Linked DNA regions of Rattus norvegicus: regions 2 and 3 are each linked to region 1. Evidence: chromatin contacts called from public Hi-C data. All regions are on one chromosome and are shown on one strand. The core of a region is the stretch at or near the end of the contact, and the rest is flanking DNA. Distances in the headings are between cores, read along the strand shown. Region 1 overlaps Me3 (malic enzyme 3). Region 2 overlaps Me3 (malic enzyme 3). Region 3 has its middle 17 kb from the start of Prss23.

Region 1 (2,700 bases), core at 56-2,555:
TGGAGTCCTGGAACAGAAAAATAGTGGGAAATGATTGAAATCCAATTAAAGGCTGGATTTTATTCAACAATAATAGGGCAACATCACTTTCTTACATTAGTTTCAACAAGTATATCAGGGAAATGTTATATCCTCAGGAGTCTTGAGGAGGGGTGAGCTCTCTGTACTATGTATGTGGACAAGTTCTCTATAAATCTAAAATACTCTGAATTTTTTAAAAGATGAAGAACAAGAACCCTGTAGTCTAGCTTGGTTTTTAGTCTTGAAGCTGGCATTTTCTATGGTTGACTAGCCTTGGACAATTACGCCTTTGAGTTTCAGTTCACCTATTATATACAAAAGAATAACTTCCATTATAACAGCAATGCTGTGACTATAATTAGTATTATGACAAGCACAGATAAATGCTCATTTGTTTCGTTTGAGAGTGCCTCTTTCCAGTTCTTAGTTTCTTTATGGTAACTAAGAATTTATGAAATAGAAATGCAGGATTATGTAAAAAGTAGAAAAATTAAAAAGCCTCATTACAATTCTAGGATCAACATAAAGAATCCATTAGTAGAATCTGGAAATGGAAACTGATGTGAGATTTGGGGGTCATTACTTTATTTTTCTATGTAGTCATTGGGTCTTTTCGGAAAAGTAGGTGTAGCAAGAGCATGCAAGATTCTGGAGAGATCCCCATATTCTAGCCCCAGCGGCCCAAACACAAAACTTAACAAATGCCCATTGTAAGACATGGAAATTCTTTCATTTGTGTTGCTCAGAACAAACAATCTGTCCGAGCACTGAAAATGGCCTGTGCTTGGCCTCTATCCAAAGGCAAATTATTTTAGTATGAAAGTCTAAGGAAAATAATTTAACCACAAGCTATGTGAGCAGGAAAGAAAAAAATAACCAATGAGCAAAGAAAAACACACTTTGGCTTTCTCACATACACAGCTCCCCTTTCTGGGCGCTAAACTGTAGCACGGATCTGCAACTTGATCTCAAAGTTACACTCTAAATGATGAAGGCTAAAAAATTCTAAGGTTTGATATTAAACTATAGTAGAAGCCTATGAGTGGGTATTGGTGAAGCAAATTATTTAATAGCACCAAACCTAGAGGACATGGCATGGGTGACTTTTCCTGGGCGAGGTCTATTTTTTATTCACCCTGGAGAAGACAATAACAGACCAAAAAATACTTTTGTCTAGGACCACGCTGGCGAACCAGTGGGTTTACTGGCATTTCTTACAAGAGCCCTGGTGACTTGGGCGAGTACATCACCAGAAAGCCCCGCCCCCTGCATCGGGTGACAGATCGGTGACCATTCATGAGAGCTGCATGACTGGAGTTCCTTGTACACCTTTCATGCAGCTACACTACTGAAAAGTCTCCTCCCACAGTAGGGTATTGCTCATGTCACCTCTGAAAAGGGCCTCGTGAGTCTTCTGGGTTTCATAAGCTTCCCACGTCTCCCCAGGAGGGAGTGGTCCAATCTGGTGGAAACGGCTACAAGAAAGGGCTTGAGTTCAGATCCGCTTACAGGATACGGCATCACAGACTGTGCAATACATATCACATAGCTCCAGATTCCTCATTCTAAAAATTGTACTACACAGGAAGATCGTAAACAGTTAGTACAAAGGTTAAATGAGGTAATACATGTGAAGAACATTCCTGCCAAGTTCTCATAGAGGTCGCAATGCAGATACACCAGGGGCAGGGGAGATGGCTCAGTAGGTAAGAGCATGCGCTCAACATCTTACAGGTGTTGAGTTCAGTTCCCAGCACTCACATCAGCAGATCCATCTCCAATAAATCCAGTAAATCCAACAAACATGCCAATAAATCAAGCTCCAGGGGATCCAGCACCCTCTTCTGGCTTCCACATGCACCTGTGTTCTTGTGAAAATATCTATATACACATACACAGTATGTATTTTTTCAAATTAAAAGAAAAAAACCATAAGAATGAGTGAGGTTTAAGTCTGACTTGTCGTTGATCTGACCAAACGCAGGCCTTTGTCAACAACTTGCAATCTTTTTCACAGAAATAGCTATTCATATGACAGTGTATAGAATAACATTGAACCTGCAGCCTGAATTATTACACCGAGGGATGAACATGTGGCATTGATTAAAGCTTCTTTTCGGCTGCAAAATTTGACCTTGCTTTTCGATGTGATCCGCTTGGGAAGCAGAGAGAAGGAAGGGTGTGGACTGAGCATCATGCATTAATTAGGGGCAGCAAATTCATCTTCTGGGTATGAGCCTGATTAGCTAATTAGTGTTCTTCCAGCTATGAGAACAAAAGGGATCCATAGCAACAACTCATTTACCCGGGGAATGAGGTTTTTCATGGAACTAAATTTTCTGATATAATTAGATGGCTTTGAAAGTGCGAAGTTTTGGTATTTTGGGATAAAAACTGAAAACTAAGATCGGCTATCTATTTCCTATTCCAGATTGCAAACATCTGTCTTATCTTCCCTTGAATCAGTGGCCCTGAGCACGGTATCTGGAGTTTACCAGCTGTTTGGTAACTGCTTTATTGAAGTGAAGTGTATGACTCACGTTCCTGACCTTAAGCAGAGGGAATAGATATGATCAGCCTTATCATTAAGTGCAGTCACTGTTCTAATCGCAGTAACCCGGGATCGGTTCACGCCCGTGAGGCCCTCTGAGGCAATTTGCTCTCGTCAAATGGTCTAAG
Region 2 (2,722 bases), core at 180-2,679, 140 kb before region 1:
AAGCCAGCAGGGCCACACAATTTGGAGCAAACAGCAGTCTCAAACCTGAGCCCGGGAAGCTCAGGCAGTCATAGATGGTGTTGCATGCTAGAATGGCACATAGAGTGCGAAGTTAACATGTTGCATGTTCAGAACCAAGGCTGCACAGTAACCCTACAATGCAAGACAGGCTGGCACTGCCAGATCACTTCAGAAAAGTGTAGAAAAGCATGGCGCCCAGGTCTCCCTCTTCATCAGGCTTTAGTAGCATTGTGCTCACACCTTCTCTTCATTTTCCTGAACACTCTACTTGGGTCTCAATACCCCTTCCTCCTCTCCATACTTGTGCACTCAGAATATTAGTATTAGGGGCTGGAGAGATGGCTCAGTGGTTAAGAGCACTGACTGCTCTTCCAGAGGTCCCGAGTTCAATTCCCAGCAACTGCATGGTGGCTCACAACCATCTGTAATAGAGATCGAATGCCTCTTCTGGTGTGTCTGAAGACAGCAACAGTGTACTCACATACATAAAATAAATAAATAAACCTTTTAAAGAATATTAGTACTGGGACCATGGACTAGAACTGCTGAGTGGCTATTCCTGTACACCTTACCCCACACCTACCCCAGAATTAGCACAACATGGGTAATTCTGAAGATAGCAGTGAAATGGCTTAGATTTCAACTATAGTAGTAAGTGCTAGCTTGAGAGGAACATACAGGCTGATCTGATACTTGCTGATCTTTAGTCATGGCTGCTAAATCGTTTCAGAGGAAGGGTAAAGAGTGCTTTTAGAACATATACCACTGGCTAGAATCACAGAGCAGAAAAGTGAGGATTCAGAGACAGACGCATCTCAGTCCGATGTCTGTTAACTATTCTGGCTTATACACTGAAACTTGAAAGCACCAAAGGGTACCAGGCTTAGAGGCATGCAGTTCTGTGGTCCCAAACAGTAGAAAGGCAGGGAGAGCAGAAAGATCACCTCAAGCTCAAGATAGACTGAGCTACACAGTGACACCCTATCTTGAAAACAAACAAAAAAGCCAAACAAATTGTGAAGAGGTGACCTGGCACACAAGCATTCTTCCAGGTCATGGGTCCTCGAAGACTTCAAAGGGCTAGAGGGTAAGGCCGGTCTGTGTCCTAGAGTTGATGTTTGTTGTTCCTCAGTCACACTATATGATTAGCTTACAGTGGAGGACAGTGCCCAAGGTCACTCAGTCAGCAGCATTCTGTACCTGACTTCTTTCGTGCAAGCTGTCCTTCCCAAGGTCAAAATTAGTCTGTCTGCAGCATGACCGTCCTCACTGCCTTTCCCCTTTCCTGTCTTTCTCTTCTCCCCCAGCAGCAGGGATGTTCCCAGCTGAAACAACAAAAGTCACCTGAGCCTCTGCTATTCCAAAATTCCTGAAGAGGCCACCAGTGGTGACTCAGAGTTGGCAGCCCTGTTCACCAAGAACCAGCCAGCCTGGCCTGGGCTGAGGGTTCTTGTGAGCCAGAGCTGGGGTGAGGACAAAGGAGACAAACAAAAGGAAGTCTTTTTTGTGCTGTGGCTCCAGACTTCAAGCCCATGGGTCCCATGGGGTCTGTGATTCAGACGATACAAACAAGGTGCTTGGCGTTCATGCACAGTAGAGCGCATTGGAAGCTCAGCCTGGGGGGCTCTTGAGGACTTGGGTTCTATCTTTTTCTGTTCCACTGACATAAAAGGCAGGACTTATGCTGAAAGCAGGCAGAATGGTTCTAGCTTAATTTCCATGGGGGCCACTTTGTTCCAGTCCTTTCAGTATATGGGTCACAGGCAGATTGAGACTATTCCCATGTTTTGCAGGGATGGATGATGCCTGTCTAAGCTTGTGGTTGTGTGGACAGAGGCAAAGAAGGCTACTGAGGCTCAGTATAGATCTCAAATCCTCAACTAACCCCACCAGGAGCTCAGTCCAGGACAGGAGTAGAATGAATGGACACATCCCTACCCTGAGAGGGTAGCCTTCAGCAGGACAGGACTGAGTTAGGGATTTTCTGCAGCTGAGGCTCTGTTTGCATCAGTGAAGGCAACATGTCTTCCCTTGAAGGAAGATGTGGGTAGATCTCCATGACAACCTCCTCACATTTTGATTAGTTATATCACCTACATACTGGGCTGTGATTCACTCAAGGCTGAGATGATCTTAGAGAGATTCCATCATTCTTTTTCTGACTACCAGTCTTCTCAGGAGTTCTAAATTCGTGATGTAGTCTTAATTTCTGAGAAAAAAATTAGGAAATTTCTATCTCATTTATGCATGTGTGTGTGTGTGTGTGTGTGTGTGTGTGTGTGTGTATGTGTGTGTGTGTGTGTACCAGAACAATGAATTTAAACAAATGAATTGATTTAATTAAAAACTTGTTCATTCCTATGCAATTATGCATATGTGTATAGGTGTCCAACATCTTAGTATGAGCACATGTGTGGTGAATTTGCATGATGATCAGAAAAGAGAGGCTGCAAGGCAGGGACCAGCATGGACTTTCTCCAGGGATAGGTAGGATGGCGAGCATGTTTGCACATGCAAACATGCATCTACTCTTACTACAATATGCCCATCATTGTGTTGAGAACTGGGGATCAAAAACAAGTAAGCCATGATTCCTGACTCCAAAAGCTGATCTTTTAGTGAGAGGCAGAGACTGGAACAGAAGTATCTAGAGTTCACTGGCTTGGATATGATGCACTTTAAAAAAGCTCACATGTTGAAA
Region 3 (2,700 bases), core at 183-2,682, 180 kb after region 1:
CAGCACATCTTACAGGCAGTCAGGGCAATTGATTGCTTAGTGGCCTGTCCCCCAAATATATCCAATATCTTGATCAACTTTCTTCTCCATTGCTCTCTAGACTCATACAGTCTGGCTTTCAGCCATCTGTACCGAACACACCTGTGCTTTTTATCTTCGGTCATTGGCCAAGCTCTCTCCTCCCCTTAGCTTGCACTTTTCCATATCTCCAGTTATTTAATGACTTATCCAGCAAATATTCAACAGTGGGTACTAGTCACCCTCATCTTCATCCCAGAACCTCAGAGAGGACGTTACACATCTGTGTGTTCAAGATTCTTATGTGTCACTGTAGTAAAGGCACTGCCCTCCTTTCCCAAGGCTCAGGAATCACTTTCTCTACAGAAATATCTTGGCATCAGTGAAATGTAGTCACCACTTTGTGAGTTAAACAGCTGAGTCTCTCCCATTTACTTTAATAAACCTCCCAGTTTGTGTCCAGTCTCATTGCTGCATTTCCTTTCTTGGATTTATTAATGCTGATTCTATATCCAGTTCCCCGATGGGGGAAAAAAAAACCCGCCATGTTTGGCAAACCAGTGTGACCCAAGCGTGACTAATGTCCTCTGTGGATAAGCCATTCTGGGACACAGAACATTTTCCTTTTAAAATGACATGCTTTACTACTCCCAGATAATTGCCAGAGCAGTCAAACACAAAGATAGGAAATTCCACAAAAGTATCTCACTTTGCTTTCCCACTGTAAGAAAGATGTTTGTTGGTCAACTACAGTATAGTATCAGGAAGAATCAGTCTTTACTGATCGCCTTAATGGTGACTTTTCTTCTGTTCTGTAAAGTCTCTAGTGCCTCATGCTCCATGCTCTTGGAGTTCTTAAATATAGTAAAATGCCATCAAGACTTATTGGAGGAAAAAAGGGAATTTGACTTGAAAAAAAATCTAGGTTTTCATGAGAATTGTGGAAGAGAACAAAACATTGTGATCACACTTGAATCTATAAATCTGGGCATTAGCATGTGTAATCAGATTCCTTTCAGTTTATCTTTTACCCAACAGCCAGCGTTGGGTAGCTGCAAACTATTTGTCTGTCTGTATATCAGCACTAGCCAAGTGTGCTCCGATTTTCTTTACTCTCTGGTCACGTTAGGTGTACCATTAATTAAATTTCTTTCCAATTTGTGAGCGTTTAGAAGTTTTCCACTGCCCTGGAGAAGGGATTTAAATCAGGAGCATTGTCTTAGCACTGCAGTTTCTCCTGATAGCACAGTTCTGTTTAGAGAGCTGTTGTTTAGTGTTTCTGATCACTTAGGAGGAATTCCCAAGTCAAGAGTAACCTGGGGTTAAAGTCAACACTTTGAAATATCACCTTGTTCTGCTTACTGCGAGATCTCAGCTTTCTTTGGATGTTATAAAAAGCAACTTTTCTTGGCCGCTGCTGATTTTTTTCCCCCATTCTTGGGTTGCCCCCTAGTGGTTTCCTTGACTTATAGGCACGTTGATATCCTTCAACTCTCGGAGCTTAAAAGGAGCTTTCTGGTAGCTCTAAGTATTTGATATTAACTTTGTTTTTTCCACACCTCCTCTTGTTTACAAAGAGGACAGCTTCTCCCTTTTCCCTTGAAGGGAAAGTCAGCAATGTGCAAAGCAGTCCAGGCACATTATTTGTCACGATCACTGCATTCTACTGATCACAGTGAAATCCTTCCTAGAAGTTTCCACCGTGTTTTTGCCTCAGCGCTGTTTTCCACTTGCCTGGCATTCACTTTCTTTGTCAACATTGGCGTGATGCCAGGTAATCTAGGGGTGCAGGGATAACTTAAAGGCTGTGCTGCAGTTTGAAAATGCCAATTATATATGCTGAATACAGCTGGGCAGGAGTCCCATACTCCCATCCATAATAAATAAACAAGTTAGCACTCTTGGGGCCTGCAGTTGGTCCCGGACTTCTTGGCTCCATCTGGATATTGGAACTGTGACTTGTCCACGCCCAAGCACTTGAGTTCCATCCAAATGCCTTGGAAAGCCTTTGAGATCCTGTAGAAAATGAGTGAGAGACCTGATCAGTATCATACCTGGCTTTGTGCTGGATGCTGGGTCCTGGACATCTGTACCAGGAAACTCAGTGCAACAAACATTACTAATCTAAAAAAGTTATTGGCTAATTTGATAATGCCAAGAAGTTTTCAAAATTCAAAACTTTATTAAAAGATTTTTAAAGGAAAAAAGCTTGCTTTTATTAAAATCTAAATTGTAAGAGGACAGTTGATACCACAAACTGATAATCTTTCCAGGAACACAGTGACTACAGAATTGAATTAGAGACTTCTCCCAGCAAGGTTTGAGTACAGGGGAGGGAGAGATTGCTTTGTGGTTAGGAGCACCTGATGCTCTTGACAAGGACAATGGTCCAAGTCCCAATGCTCACATCAGCCAATTCTAAATGGCTAACAATCATCTGTAACTCCAGTTCCATAGGATTCAGCACCCTCTTCTGGCCTCTATGGGCATCTGTATGGATATGGTGCGCATACATACACTCTGGTAAGTACATACACACAAAATTAAAAAATAGAATAAGTATAAAGGAATCAGAAGATTAAAAGTACACCAAGTGGATCAAGGATCTCCACAAAAAAACAGGATACGCTATCTAATAGAAGAGAAAGTGGGAAAGAGTCTCAAACACATGGGCACAGGGGG

What was found. A called contact is a pair of places that touch in the nucleus more often than the background predicts.
Region 2: a Hi-C map of the A7r5 cell line shows a contact between it and region 1, with 3 times the contacts expected there. The contact joins two enhancer-like sites. A contact is called at or near these places in 3 of 12 Hi-C or Micro-C datasets (the A7r5 cell line and liver).
Region 3: a Hi-C map of the A7r5 cell line shows a contact between it and region 1, with 5 times the contacts expected there. The contact joins two enhancer-like sites. A contact is called at or near these places in 4 of 12 Hi-C or Micro-C datasets (the A7r5 cell line, Schwann cells, frontal cortex and 1 more).

The regions. Positions count from the first base shown.
Region 1 is chr1:152,987,941-152,990,640 of GRCr8, reverse strand. All of the region lies in intron 2 of Me3 (malic enzyme 3), which reads right to left. Among named protein-coding and RNA genes, the nearest start is that of Me3, 43 kb to the right of the region's middle. Within about 2 kb of position 1,305, at least 18 of the 93 cell types and tissues checked have an H3K27ac peak or open chromatin away from gene starts, as enhancers often do. A contact at or near this core is called in the A7r5 cell line and liver, where this site is marked.
Region 2 is chr1:153,123,723-153,126,444 of GRCr8, reverse strand. The region is part of intron 8 of Me3 (malic enzyme 3); the gene reads right to left. Among named protein-coding and RNA genes, the nearest start is that of Ccdc81, 78 kb to the left of the region's middle. Within about 2 kb of position 1,429, at least 30 of the 93 cell types and tissues checked have an H3K27ac peak or open chromatin away from gene starts, as enhancers often do. A contact at or near this core is called in the A7r5 cell line and liver, where this site is marked.
Region 3 is chr1:152,805,688-152,808,387 of GRCr8, reverse strand. No RefSeq gene overlaps it. Among named protein-coding and RNA genes, the nearest start is that of Prss23, 17 kb to the left of the region's middle. Within about 2 kb of position 1,432, at least 7 of the 93 cell types and tissues checked have an H3K27ac peak or open chromatin away from gene starts, as enhancers often do.